Regions from separate parts of the Rattus norvegicus genome. Here region 1 is linked to region 2. A link is a contact called in public Hi-C data. All regions are on one chromosome and are shown on one strand. Each heading gives the region's core, a stretch centred on a gene start, on an enhancer-like site or on the middle of the called end of the contact. The rest is flanking DNA. Distances are from core to core; before and after follow the strand shown. Region 1 holds the start of B4galnt4 (beta-1,4-N-acetyl-galactosaminyl transferase 4). Region 2 holds the start of Bet1l (Bet1 golgi vesicular membrane trafficking protein-like).

Evidence for each region. Hi-C and Micro-C count contacts between places; a contact is called where the count stands out from the background.
Region 1: a Hi-C map of mammary epithelial cells shows a contact between it and region 2, with 3 times the contacts expected there. The contact joins the promoter of B4galnt4 here to the promoter of Bet1l in region 2. A contact is called at or near these places in 8 of 12 Hi-C or Micro-C datasets (Schwann cells, frontal cortex, hepatocytes and 4 more).

What each region holds. Positions count from the first base shown.
Region 1 is chr1:205,599,614-205,607,294 of GRCr8, reverse strand. B4galnt4 (beta-1,4-N-acetyl-galactosaminyl transferase 4) reads right to left here and starts at 6,306. Exons shown (of 20, transcript NM_001107562.1): 1 at 5,985-6,306; 2 at 3,426-3,529; 3 at 3,032-3,127; 4 at 2,850-2,945; 5 at 2,674-2,764; 6 at 2,498-2,598; 7 at 2,279-2,346; 8 at 2,000-2,078; 9 at 520-586; 10 at 288-422; 11 at 100-209; 12 at 1-20. The coding sequence starts at 6,135.
Region 2 is chr1:205,359,500-205,366,356 of GRCr8, reverse strand. Bet1l (Bet1 golgi vesicular membrane trafficking protein-like) reads left to right here and starts at 1,651. Exons shown (of 5, transcript NM_019368.4): 1 at 1,651-1,809; 2 at 2,455-2,583; 3 at 3,633-3,724; 4 at 3,949-4,005; 5 at 4,147-5,316. The coding sequence starts at 2,565. The coding sequence ends at 4,314. Ric8a (RIC8 guanine nucleotide exchange factor A) reads right to left here and starts at 1,561. Exons shown (of 10, transcript NM_001100520.1): 1 at 1,247-1,561; 2 at 911-958; 3 at 231-821. The coding sequence starts at 1,330.

The sequences.
Region 1 (7,681 bases), core at 5,057-7,556, 240 kb before region 2:
TAGATGAAGGACAGGTACACCTGCAGCAGGGCCGACAGCTTAGGGCTAGGGCCTGGGGCAAACGGTAGCTTTAAGAAGCCTCCCTCGCCAGGCACTTACGAACTGCAGTCCTTGGTATCTGGCTATGGGGAAATCCTTGAGGACATAGGTAGGTGCATAGGCACAGGGTTCTAGCACATTCTCCAGGCTCAAAGGTTCCATCCGCGGAGCTATAAAGAAGGACAGTCACTTGGTGGCCTGGCCCTCGCCCCACTCCATCCTCACCCTCCTCTGGAGCCTCCTCTCACTGAGGAAGAAGGTGTCCCTGGGGTCTGGATGCAGCATGTCGGCGCTGGGCTCCTCCTGTGCTGGGTATCCTCCTACATGGCTAGCTGGAGACTGAGGCACATGGGCCACATGGTCCATCTTCAGAGATGACTCATCTAGGAGTAGGAGGGTATCTGGAACCTCAGCCGACCCATGCCCATGCCGAGCCCCTGGGAACCCAGCCACTCCCCCGAGGAGACACCCAGCCCGCACCTGTGTACAGGGAGATGTGAGCAGAACCAATGATCTCGAACTTCAGACCCGGCAGGAAAGCTCGCCACTGGGGGTGTGGGGATAGAAAGAGGTTGGGTCCTGGTAGGTGGCTTTCCTTAGTTCATGGGTAAGGGACTAGAGTGAAAATCCTCAAAGGATGCCAGACACTTGGTGGGGAGAGTAGGAGGGGCTTAAGGAAGAGGCAACTGTCAGAAGGCCCAGAAGGTTAAGGAGTTCAAGGGGCAGATCTGGACCCAATCCAATGCTCCTTCCTCCCTCCTCCCTCCCTTCTTCCTCTCAAGGTTGCTGATTATAACTTCTGACCCCATTTTCTCTCTGGTTTTGCATGTTGCTTTCCGGAGGTCACTGCTGGATTTTGCCTCAGCCCTGGACCTAGTATCTGCCACCAGGTGGCCCTCCTCAAGCCCCAGCTCCATGGAGGCTCCTGAGTTTCTTTGCAGATGAGTTCCTTCCCACCTCTATTCAGTCAGTGCTCCTTGGGGACTGACTGGGCACTTCTGCCAGCTCATCTGGGACCTTTGTATCAGTACTTTTGCTCTCTTCCCTCCGACCATCAAAACACCGAGTCTCCATTTTTCTGAGCTGCGTGACATGTACTGAGGTGCTGAGGCCGAGAACCATCAATGCTACTGTGGTCACTGCACTTCATCCTCGAGGCTGTCTTGCTGTCAAACCCTCCTCCCTATCTCCCAGCTACCCGTGTTTCTTCCCCGTGGTGGCTGACACTAACTTTCAATCTAACAGGTTCTAGAATCCCTGGAGACAAACTTCCAGTGACTTGAAAGTAAGCTAAGCACTAGCGTGTATCTCTCTCAGTTCCTGGATGAGATGCAATGTAACCAGCTAGTTCACACTCCTGCTGCCAGGACTTCTCCTCCAACATGGACTGAATCTTCAAACCGTGAGCTGAAATAAACTCTCCCTTAAGTTGCTTCTTGTCAAGTATTTTGTTACAGAGACAATCACGGCAATAAAAAGCCAGTACACTTCCATGGCTCTGCCCCTCGACTTCTCATGTTCCACACAGGTCAGAGGGATTCCTGGCATGCAACAATCTCAACTCTCTGAGTCTCCCACGACAGTCTGAGGAGTTCAGCACAGCGTTGCAGGTCTGGCCTGATCTGGCTACCAGAATTCTTGGAGTCTCAGACGATGCCATAAAATGGGGGCTGGTCCTCCAGGCACAGAATTCATATACTACACTTCCTGCCGTACACTCTTTCTTCCCCATGTCTCCTGGTGAAGGGCCACTTTTCAGTGCAGACCCTCTGAACATCCAGCAGGCATAATATACCCTCCTGACCCTGGTCCATGTCCCCAAATTTCTGCTTTATCTCCTAGACTGGAAATCCCTTCTGGTTGGAAACCACCCTGCAGTGACTGTCCAAAGACAGAGGAAGTGGATAGGGTTGGGGAGCTGCGGTCTTTGGGGCTCCTTCAGAGGGCAGGCCGCACTCACACCCACTTCCACATGGTCTGAACCCTTGTCATCTTGCTTGTGAAGCAGTTCAAAGTAGTATCTCCTGGAGGCCATGAGCCTGTGGACATAAGGAACTAAAGTTGTCTCCCGCCAAATAGAGTAAGAGCGCAGAGGAAGAAGACAGAATCTCACATTCCTCTGGGATGGTCCCTCAGGAAGACTTATGTAACATGGGCAAGAGCAATACCCAGCCTCCCTCTCATACACCAACACAGATGTGCACACACATGTGAATACATACATTCTTAAGTTACTCACCGCCGTGGCTTAGACACCTGGGAGCTGAACTTGGTGAATTCTCCAGGTGCGGTCCACTCAGAGCCAGTCTAGGGGTGATGCAAGGGGGACAAAGGAATGACCACATTCTCCTTGTGGGCATCGGACACATTCCGTCTGTACTCCCAAGAAGCTGCAGGAGGTCCAGTGAAGACAGATGTGGTGTAGACAGAGGAGCTAGGGCAAGAGGGCAGAACCTACCTTGCCCACAAAGGCTATAAGCTGAGCAGCTGCTGGGCTCTCATCCAAACTCAGCCAGAACTCAGAGTTGTCATCCGAAGCCACAGAGAACTGGACGTCTCCTAGTCCACAGGACAGAGGCTCAGGAAGCTGAACTGTTCAAGACATTCTGCCCCTGCCATCCCCAACCTACTCACCATCTCTGGCTGGGTGGATGAAGCCAAAAATCCGGAGTCCATAGTTCTTCCACTTAGGGGACACGGCTAACTTTGTCACCGTCGTGCGGGTCTGTAGGCAGTGCAGCAGCCACTGACTCACAGCTCAGTGCCTGCCTTGCCCACCTGGCCAACCTGTATGTTCCTGAGGTACTCACATGAGGAAATAGTGGGAAGTGTAGGTTTCTTCTCAAGTGGCCCACAGCACCCCCACACCAGTCCTCAAACACGTGCAGGTTCACCTGTCCTTTGAACTAGGGGTCAGAAGGGACGTTAGCTGTTATACAGTCTGTTCCACCCCTCCTCCCAACCCAGCCCAGCCCAACTCAACAGAGCTCACCTCTTCCCGCCATGGGGGTGTCTGATGGGTGAGGTTCAGTGGGGGTGGCTTTCTAGCTCCTCCAGGAAACAGCATGTTTGGGCCCCGCCCCTCAGGCTGCAAGAAAGAGTAGCCATGTCAGAGTTCTAAAGGCAGGAAGTGGCCCAACTGCACAGTCCGTCTAGACACACACAGAGTAGAACTTCATGGTTCCCCTTTTGGACATCCAGTCACATCACCTATGTATTCTCCACACAGGTACCCTCAGCAGATTTGCGGTCACTGATAAGACTGCATACCATTCATGACTACCCAGACACAGTATCCAGGCTGGGCTCCCCTACAACCCGTGGCCATATCTATCCATCCGAGAGACTGGCTCCTTGTGAATAGGGTTTTCCCGGTCACTCCTTACCGCCTGCTCCTCTTCATGGCTTTCACTAGAGTCCTCTGCCCTCTGTGTGGATGATGCCACCCGGACACCCCGGCTATCGGTCACACCAGTCAGCTTCTCACCGTCTGCAGATGTATGGGAAGCGTGTTAGAGCTCAGACCCTCTAAAGCTAGTATCTTTGTTGTTGGGGTCAGCTGGAGGGGCAGGGCAAGGAGGATTGCTAAAGCCTCCACTTCTGCTCCGTCATTTGGGGGCCCTTCTAGACCCTACCTTGGGTGGGCGATTCAAAGCAAGAGTCTTTTTTACCAGCTCTTCCCCAGTCTCCAGTGAGAACCGGGAGCAGGGCTATATATACACTCAGGCTAGTGTGAAACTATACACACTCACACCCATCTGGTGATCCTCTTAGAATGGGAGAAATCCATTCTTGGGAAGAATTCCAGATGGACTCACACCCTTGATGCCTTTCCCGTGTGCTGGGGTGTTTGCCTCCTCTCTCTAGATATATATGTCCACTCTCTCTAGATAAGACATGTCCACTATGGTTCCTCCAGTTTGGGGTAGACTGCTCCTGTACCTTGTTTTGTCCCACTTCTTGGACCTTCTCCGTAAGTTGCATGCCCACCATATTCCCAGGTGTCCACTCTTCTGGACTTGAGTCTCCAATTCACTTTATCCCAGTCCCACCCCTCCTGAGGCTTCCAGTGAGAGACACTAGATTCAGGAATCCTTCCTGTTTCAAAGCCACGCCTTGCATCTACATCTGCCCTTAGGTGCAGATCTCAGAAGCTAGGCTATTGGAAGGTACAGCTGACACCAGACAAGTCTGAACAGTCTCTAGGTGAGGGGCTGCCTGTATGGTCTCCTCCCTTGAAATTTTGGTGGCGCTCCACATTCTAGATCCTTCTTTGACAAGTCAGGAAGTAAGTAAGACTCCCGGTCAAATTCCCAGAGCCTGGCCTGGATACCCATAACCCATCAAGCTAAGTCTAGGCATTTTGAGTACAATGGGAACTTTCTGAAGTGGGGTCTCAGCTCAGGCCAACACCGCGGCCTTGCAGGGGCTAAGCCTCAGCACAGAGGGCGTGGAAAGAGGTGTCTATCCCATTCTCACTTGGAGATATCTGTAAGCGCAGGCTGCTGGACACCCACTGAATGTTGCCCGTATGGAAGACTGACTACACTGTCAGGAAAGTCTTAGGCACATGCAGCTGCTCAAATTCTCACATGCCTTGTGGTGCCTGGTGGGTCCCAGGTGCCCAGATAGGAGATGGGGCTTCAGCCCAGAGTAGAGTGTGTGTGGCTAGGGCTCCATCTGTGCAGCCCAGGCTGCTTCTAGCAGTGCCATTGGGCAGGGCTGATTTTCAACCCACCTAGGAGGAGTCAGAGCCAGGTGCCCTAATGATTAACTTTCAACAGTGGGGCTCCCTGTCTTCACTCCTTCCTGGTTAGTCTCAGACAGAAACAAATCGCTCAGGAAGTCAGCTGAACCCACAAGAGCAGCTGATGAGGGCTGGCTTTATTGGGTACTAGGTCAGTTCTGGGTCCAGACTTATCTCTTAGGGATAGAGCTGTGGCAGGATATCTTGAAGATGTCATAGCTAATAAGGTACATAGATTGGGATGACCCATAGATTTTCTTGGGGGCTGGGAGCTGTCTCAGATCCTTGGCTCAGGATCTGGTGGAAGATGAGCGGAAACAATTGTCCAGGCATATGAGGAGGCAGGGGGCCTCTGCAGGCAGGAGACAGGAGCAGGGCTGAAAAGGGAGTTCTGGATCCATCAGGTGGAGTGGACTAGGACGTTGTGAGCCAGTGTCCCTGCTCTGAGACTTTGAGAGCAGACACTTGCTCCCCTCCCATTAAATCCTCAGCTCATCAGCTTCCTTCACAAAGATCAGGCGGAGCTCTATCTGGCTTGGTTAGGAATCTCCAGGTTCCTCCCCTGGTCTTTTTCTACCTAGCTGTCACTGATGTTCACCCTGCTCTGAAGCTTTCCCCGCAAAGGGTGTGTGTGATGGTGGCCACCACCTCCGGAGGTTCTCCCCAGCTTCTTGCCCTCAGGGTTTACCAGGCCTAAGTTGCTTTGTGTATCCTCTACCCACTCTTAAGTGTGCAGACTACAACAAGCGTTTACTCAAGTTAGCATTGGTCCCTAGCCCACAGGCATTTCAGTCACAGGTGAACCCAGGGTTTCCAGCTGTTCTGGCCACTCCAGGCAGCTGGATCCCTCAACACCACCCTTACCTCCCCACCCTCCAACAGATGAGGAAACTGAGGCCCTGCTAAGTAGGCAATGGCCTGACAGGCCTCTTGGCTGAGGGCACCGGTTCCCCCAAGGGCCCACCGTTAATTCCATCACCACCGGATCTAAGACAGATTCCAGGGTCCAAAAAGGTTAGGGATGAGTCCCGAGGGTCCCTGGCGTTACTGCTGACGTCATTGGGCGTCCCGCCTAACAGAGTCGCGACCCCTCCCCCAATATAGCGGAGCTGGTTGGAACAGGACAGCAGGGGCTCTGGGCAATCAGACCCCCGCGCCTTGGGAACACCGTGCCCTCTTGCCCCGCGCCATCGCGTACCTCGCCCGTAGCCCAGCCGCTGGCGTAGCGCGCGGCCCGGGCGCACCAGGCTCCGGTGCACATACGTGAGCCACGCGGCGCAGGTGAGCAGCAGCAACAGCAGCAGCAGCTTCATCTGCTTGCGGACCTTCTTCACCGGGAACCACGGCATCGTGGCGCCACACTCAGGGGCGTCGCTGCGGCCCTCCGGCCCCGCCTGCCCCGCCCCACATCCCCCGGCCCACCCTGCTGCGCTCAGCGCCTGCAGCACCGCATGGTCCTTTGTCCGCTGCGGGGGCTACGGGATTCGGCCACGACTCCCGGGCTGCTCGGGCCGCGGTCGGGGTGGGCGGCGGGAGCGGCTCCTTGAGGCGCTCCCCCGCCCGCCCCTCCCGGCTGCTCACGCTCCTCTGGACGCCGCGGGACCGAGCAGCATCCACGCTGCGGTGCTACCCACCGTGAAACGGGACCGACGGTCGCGTTGCCCGAGCCAATCGGCCGCGGCCAGCCTGCTTACAACCAATCCGTGATGCTCGGAGGCGGGGTGGCGCGTTAGGGTGTGCCAGCAATCCACACGACGCGCGCATTCACCTGGTGTTCGTCGGCCGCGCGCTTGGGGATGCGGGGGTTGTAGGGACCAAATTGGCGATGAGGGACATCAGGGAGGTCGGGGAGATGTAAGAAGTGGTTGTTACTGTAGAGGCCATGGCAGGGACGAGGGGTGCTGCGGGAATCAGGCTGCGTGTATGGGAAAACGCTGGGAATAATGAACACACAGAGAAGGAGCTCAGCCCATCTCTCAGTCGGACTTGAACAAGGCTGGGATGTTCTCGTTTAGCTGTGAAATAGGACAGGTGGATGGAGCTGGTTCTGTCCAGACTGCTTCAGTTGTGCACTCCATTTGCTTTCTCGCTGGTGCATCCCAATCCTCCTGACTACCACCTCTCTTTCACCTACCACAAGCCGGTTCTCCTTGAGCTTCCAGCCACTGACCAGGGTACTTCAGTTGGTGTAGCAGAAGCTGCTATGAGCCTGCAGAGCTCGTGGGTTAGGAATGTGGACTGGCCGTTTGAATAGTTTCCTTTCCTCCGTGATGCCATGGCCTTAATTGGAAAGACGCCATTGGAACGAGGTGGAGTCATTTAGAGACCTTCGCACCCTAGAGTGGGTGTGCCCCAGTGGAGATGACTGGACACCTTCCGGTGTCTGTTCTAAGGGGTGGCCTCCAGCTCAGCAGGCAGTGGGCCATCTCATACCCCAAGCACCACTGTCAACTCACTGGTGCTGCTTGCAAGATTGCTTTGCTGGTTTTGTTTGTATGATGTTGAGACAGTGTCTCACTATGTAGCCTTAGTTGGTTTGGAGCTCTTAGACATCTGCTCACCTCTGCCTTCTGAGTGCTGGAATTCAAGGCATGTATCACAACACCTGGCTTGCCTTTTGTTTGTTTGTTTGTTTGTTTGTTTGTTTTTTGGTTCTTTTTTTCGGAGCTGGGGACCGAACCCCGGGCCTTGCGCTTCCTAGGTAAGCGCTCTACCACTGAGCTAAATCCCCAGCCCCTTGCCTTTTGTTTTTAACATTGCCCCACCATCACTATGTATCCTTAGGACATAAAATCAAGTTGGCCACATTTCTATCTTTTTTTTTTAACTTTTAATTTTTTTCTGACAGTTTTTTTTTTAAACTTTCTTCCAAGCATCACCTGCTGTTCTCATCAT
Region 2 (6,857 bases), core at 402-2,901:
GTGATCACTAGGCCCTGTCCACAGCACACTTGGTCACCTGAAGCATTATGGAGAATACCCGTCCCCAGCCCCATGCACAACACAGCTCAGAAACCTTGAGTTCCTGCCTAGATTGTCCTCTAGTCCTTGCCATATCCGACACCCTGCAACTTGAGGCACACAGGGAAGCAAACCCACAAAATGCCCCAGCTGAGCTGAGTCCCACCCATTGACTTCAGACTACAACCTACCTCATCAACCTCCCTCTTAACAGAGTCGTAGGTGATGTTAAAGAGCACTTTGAGGATTTCCATGGCCCGCTCTGTCTCTTGGGCTGGAAGTATCACCAGAGGGTTTTCTTTGGGGGCCACACCCAATGTCAGTTCCAGCGCATCGGTCAGCAGGCGCACGCCATGCAGCTCCTGAAACAGCTGCTGGCGCACATCAGTGCGAAGGGCTGTTAGCAGGAAAAGGAGCCTTAAGTCAAAGAACTGGACTTCGTGGGGATAGCTCCTTTTGCGGTACAGTCCCACACGTTCCGCTAGCCTCACCACCAGTCGAGCCTCTGCTGCTAGCATCTGTGCTGTAGGACTGCTGAGCACAAGATTACACAGGCATTTGAGAGACTCGAGGAGGACATCCATGTCTGGGGGCTGTGGGATGGGCTCCTCTGAGATGGCAATGTCGGCATAGCAGGCTAGTGCGTGTAAACTCTGGCGGCTAGCAAATGAGTCCAGGCAGCTGCGGTCTCGGGATAGGATTCGGATAGTCTGCAGCCAGGTGACACGGTGTTTTGGTGACAAGCCCTGCTCCAGTACGGAGACCAGCAGCTTTGCGAGTCTCTGTGGGAAGGGACAAAAATGGTTCCACTAGGCCCTCTTCTTGGGGCAGCCCGTGCTTGCCCTAGGAACCCCCTTGGGCTGACACCTACCTTCCTGTCCTCCTGCTGTGCATCATCGAAGGTGAAGCTCTGGGAATGCTGCAGGGAGACCCAGGAAGCTCAGTTCCACACGCAGGTAGGACCTGTGCTCCTCGAGAAGCAGCAGGTCTGCTTCTACCTCTGAAGCAGCAGCCATCGCTGTGTACGTAAAGCAAGGCCCACCCTCGCCACCCATACACCTGACTACCACAGAGGCACCGCCGTGGCCCAGCCCACCACCCACCGCCCTGCTCCCTGCCACACTCGCACGCACACCCCAGCCGAGTGGCGAGCAACCGGCTGCTTCCTCACTTCCTGCAATTTCCTCGGCAGCTGGATGCCTCTCACCTCTCGGTTAAACGACCGCAGAGCTTCTGTCACCGCATCTTCCTCTCCCGTCTCCAAGGCATCCGCAACTGCCCGGGGCTCCATGGCCCCTGGCACGGGGTGCTAGAAGACTTGGGCTGGGAAGACGCAATCGGCCAAACCCGGGGACTCCGCCCAGGTCCGGAAGCCCAGCGTCCACGCGTGAGGAATGCTGGGAGAACAGCCGAGCCTAGGGTGTGTACAGGCGCGGGGCTGGCCTCCGGCTTAAGGTGGAGCAACCCGGCTGTGGCCGCTGAGCGGCTTGTCTTGGAGCAGCGATGCTAGCTAACTAAGCAGTATCCTCCTTTTGAGCCCTTCTCTCTAGCCCGACTTCCTGGCGGGCGGGGGTGGGGAGTGGGGTGTGGCTTGGCCGGCGCGTAAACCTTTCTCCTTACACTCTTGTTCCCGTACTGTGATAAAAGAGGGAGCGCCGGCTCCTGGCCGCTTAGTCAGTTGGGGAAGACGATTCTCGCGGTCATCTTCCTGATGCTCATCTTCCACGGGAAATAAGGAAAGAGAAGTACGACTTGGATGGTCAAAATAATGTACGTGGTTAGCCGGGCATAGTAACGCACGCTTTTTTAAATTTCAGCACTCGAGAGGCAGAAACGGGCAGACCTATCTAAAAACAATCAAAAAACCAAACCACCAAAATAATGTGGTTATCAAAAGAAAAGGGCAATTGCAGAGTGTATGAGGAAGGATCGGAGAGAAGGAAGTGAAGAACACCGGTGGAAAAGCGACTCCCGCGGGAGGAGCAACGGAGGGGCGGCTAGCCGCGGCGTGTCTGGGGTTAGAAGCGTAGGAACGTTGTATAGTGGGGAGCCAGGTCTGCATGCCACTTAGCTTAAGGCAGAGTCGGTGCACCCCACGGTGACACAAGCAATGTTCCAGAGGATAATGCCGCCCGCTGTGCTAACCGGCGCTTGCCTCTACTCAGTGTCAGGTCCTTTGCCAGTCTCTTTCGCTTCTGCTCGTCCTCCCCATCCTGTCGTTCTCACTTGGGGACTTTGCAGCGCCCGAGGTACCCGACCCTCGGCTCCAGGTTGGGGTCTGAGCTCCTGCTCCGGGTAATACCCACAGCGCGGGACTAATACTGCTGACCAATCCGTAGGCCCGAATGCTGGCGGCCCGCCCTTCCCTTATTTACATTCCAGTGTAGAACTACAAGTCTGTTTCTTCCGCTTCAGACTCTTCTCCCGGAAGTTATTAGACCTGAGGCGGAACCGGAAGACCCAGGTAGTGGTGCCACGTCCGTCGCTGTGTTGCCTACTCCCCGAGTGGGACCTCGGAAGGCGCGATGGCAGATTGGACTCGAGGTGAGCGCACCTGAAGGTAGTTGGGATAGGAGGCAAGGTCTAAGTCTGGAGTACGAGCCATCAATTTTTCCTCGGTGGAGGGATCTGCGTGGGATGGCGCTTACGTATTCCAGGAAAAACAGGGCCAGATTTCAACTGGCACTGCCTTGGAACCCAAGCCGGCATGACATCAGTTTGTGTGTATGGTTGATGCCAAGGGCTGGAAGCAGAAGGTCCAAGCAGGGACTTACAGGGCTCAAGTGCCTCGTTTCACACACACCCTCCGCCCCCGTGCCTGTGTTCAGTCTGACAGTTGTGATACTGAGGCTTCTACTATACTAACTATGTAGTGGTTGGTAGGACACAGCCGTCTGTCTTTTAGAGTCTGGTCGCCCCTGTTTGCTGGTGCTGCTGGCTTTCCCCTTAGGTGGGTCATATCGAGGCTGGATTTTTATGCTTCAGACCAGTGCCAGTCACACTTAGGCAGGTGATTCTCAACTACATACCGTGACAGAAATTCTTCATGTCTAGTCTCTGTCCGTCGGAGTAAGGTTTCCACAGGAGAGTGCTCTGGGGCTTCTAGAGATCCTGTGTGGGTTGTAGCAGTAGGGATTGGTAGTTTCTACAGTAAAAGGCCTTTCTTACACTTACCTTGGACTTGATTCCTAAGTCATCCCCACACAGCCTTCCTGTCACCTGCTTTGTTGTTCTGTTCTGTTTTCCCTATAATCCCTACCAGATTGAGACCTGTCCCATACTCTCAGATGGTGATTTCAGCTAAGGCAATATTCATTTTGGTCCAGGAACAGTATACAACAGGGTAGTGTAGATTGACCTGCTGGTTCCCTGTCTCTGCCTGGGCATTGCACACAAGTACTCCCATGACCCATGCTTCCTGTCTGGTGTGTAGGTGGTCTACCTGTTGGAACATAGGGTGGAACATGCTAAGTGAGCAGAAGGATATGGGTGGAATGCCCTTAGAGGTCTCACCAGGCCAGGCTCCACTGGAGCAAGGAGCCAAGGACCACATTTATGAGTGAATTCTACCCTTCAGCCTCTTTGTCTTGCAGCTCAGAGTTCTGGTGCTGTGGAGGAGATTCTAGACAGAGAGAACAAGCGGATGGCTGACAGCCTGGCCTCTAAGGTCACCAGGCTTAAATCGGTTAGTGGTGGCCCTTTTCCCTTCCATGAGACACTTTGGTGAGTGGGGCTGAGTGGGTAGAAAGGAAGCCATGCTGTCCGTGGGTGTGCTGACTGAGGAATGCTTCAGGTAATACCTTGGCCTTTTTAGCTTTTTCTAGTAATAGGTACCTAGCAGAATCTGAAGGGAAGATGGGCACTGCACTCTGTGTCCTTGCTTGACTGTGCCTTCTGTATCCCAACCAGCTGGCTTTGGACATCGACAGGGACACGGAAGACCAGAACCGATACCTAGATGGCATGGTAAGTGCCTGTATTACGTACAAATCATAGTCAGCTCTACCCCCATGCCGCCTGCTCTTCTGCCTCTAACCCTTCAGCGCTAGTACAGTTGGGCCGTCACAGATCCCAGCTCTATGTGATCCCGTTGGGTCTCTCCCGCAGGACTCAGATTTCACAAGTGTGACTGGCCTACTCACAGGGAGTGTGAAGCGCTTTTCCACGGTGGCACGGTCTGGGCGAGACAACCGGAAGCTTCTGTGTGGTATGGCTGTGGTCTTAATTGTGGCCTTCTTCATCCTCTCCTACCTCTTGTCGAGGACAAGGACGTGAGCCAGTGGGAGCCAAGGGCAGCCAGACTCTTGTCCACCTGGTATCCTGGCTTCCTAAGGACCTGACTACAGAAACAATATTCCTTTGAAATTATCATCACGGGTCATTCGTCTTCCTAAGTCAGGACGACTGCGGCTGCCTCTGTCGTAACGAGCTCCTCTTGGCTTGTCCTGTGTATGAAGGAAGAAGAAAAAGGCAAAACCCAGTGCTACTCCCTGGTGCTAAAGACACTGGCAGAGTCAGAGCCATGTTGTATGAGAATGAGCCAGTTCTATTGAGAGCATCTGAGAGTGCTGAATGCGCCTACCGTGGCCAGTGGCCACACTCCTCAAGGGCCTTCTGTTGTGCTCTAACCTGTTTATGTCTGGTTTAAACCATGTCCGTGTTCTTGAAGAGTCTGAAGCTGACACCAGAAGGGAATGTGGCCGTGAGCCCTCTCCAAATGATGGTCGTCGGGATGGGGTTGACAGTGACACCAGGCTGAGACTGCTGGTCAGGAATGGACCTGTGCAGTCTGGCTCAATTCAGACCCCAGGGAAGAGGCAAACTGTGGATAGAGGAGCAGACTGCAGTCCAGAGGCACTGGTCTAAGATCCTTCTGGGCTGTAAGACCATGTTTCCAGGAGCACAGATGTGTGTCCTTGGCATTGAGAATCTTCCCAGTATCAAAGATGCCTCCATCCCTGGGTAGCTTTCAGTCAGGCAGTGCTGGAGTGGTCTCTCTGCTGGGAATCCTTATGGGGCTGGAGGCCACCCATGAAAGCATTTGTGTAGTGGGAACTTGACCTTGTACTGAACCTTGCCCTACCCCGTACAGCCAGTCTCCCTTGTGAGGGAGATTGAGCCACCTCCTTGTTGCACAACTCCATAGACTCACCCGCTCTGCCGGCCCTCCCTGCCACTGTGGCCAGCCCCATTTGCACACAAACTGACTTGCGGAGCTGACAGGGCCGACAGGACCTCGCACCTTTTGTTTTCACATAAAATGTCTTTAAGAAATGAGCCTTGAAGTTCCGTGCCCTTCTCTGACTGTATTCATGTCTGTGTTCTTCTCTCTCCCTCTCCCTACACTGGCTTACCCTCTACCTATGAGGCCATACATGTAGCTCATCGGCCCATAACCACTACCTCTGAGTTCTAAGCCAGTATGATTCTGCCATACCCTGGCCTCTTAATGCCAGTCGCAGTGCCTTGCTGTAGCACCAGGTACCCATCCCCTTATCATTTTCTCTGAACACGTTGACCTTATTTGGCCATTGCATTGTGTCTGCCTGAGCCCCAAACCTTATGGAGGAGGAGCGCCTGTCCTCTGTTTTGCCTACCCTGCAACCTTTACAAGGTAGAGCTCACTCCACACTGCTGCTCTGTGGCTTTGCTGTTTGCCCACACACTTCCAGCTGGACTCTTCTAGCTTGTCCCTCATTCTGTGGCCTCCCTTCGTAGCACTTCGTTCTTGCCTCCCAGCGTCTGCGAACAGGGCTTTGGCTTTGCCCTCTGCTTGTAACCAAGCAGAGTGATGGCTGCCTGCATCATTCTTCGATCTAGACCCACAGCAAGACTCCCTGGAACCATGAACTGCTGACTTGTACTTTCTGGGAATGTCTCCCCGGCACTTTGCTGTTTTGTTTCTGTGAGGCAGTGGCTTGCCGTGCATCCCAGGCTGCTCTTGAACTATGTGGCCTAGGCTGGTCTCCAGCCAATGATCCTCTGGCCTTAGGCTCCTGAATGATGACATTACAGGCATTCATGCCTGGCTTCCTAAGGCACTTGGAACAGCCAGCGCCCTCTTCTCATGCTGGTGCAAACCAGATCTAACTTTCTGCTTTTGGCGGTAACCTCCTCCAGAGCAGCGACCTTGCCATCCCTCTGAGACATCCGCACTGCAACCCCAAACGTGGCTAGTGTTCTTGGGTCTGCACCCTGCTCCATCGTCCCCATGACTGTAGTTCTCCAGGTACTTTGAGGATCGGCGTTGTAGCTCCTGTCACATTCAGTTCTTGTTCTTCCTTGCATGACTCTTGTGAAGGGGGGTACCAGCTCCATAGCTACTAGGTCAGACCAACTTCCTGAAGGTCATAACCTTACCCTCCAACCCAGGCCTGGCACTAATGCATTGTTGGATCCTGAACACCAGCCAGTGGAAGAAGTGCTGGTACCAGGTGAGGGGCTGTGAGTGCAAGCGACCAGGTTCCTCCTCTACTTCAAGGCCTTGGTAATAAAGACTTGTAGCCAGTGCATTCCTCATCCTCGTTTCTGAGAAATTTGAGTTATTTTGAGTCAAGCCTAATCTGTGGCTGGCCTTGGGCACTGAAGTCTACCCTTGCTCATCCTCCAAAAATGCCGTATCTCCCTGGCTTTGGGCAGGACAGCCACCGACCCACCAGCTTCCTTCTGTGTGACCCTTCTCTGCCAATCTGAGGGTAGGGTGGTGATAGTGTTACCTCCTAAGGGCTGAGGGACTAAGAGCAAGTTGACTGGGACACCCAGGCTTGTGCAAGTAAAGGCCCCCACCAGGTGTGTTGTACAGACTGCTTGTTTTGACT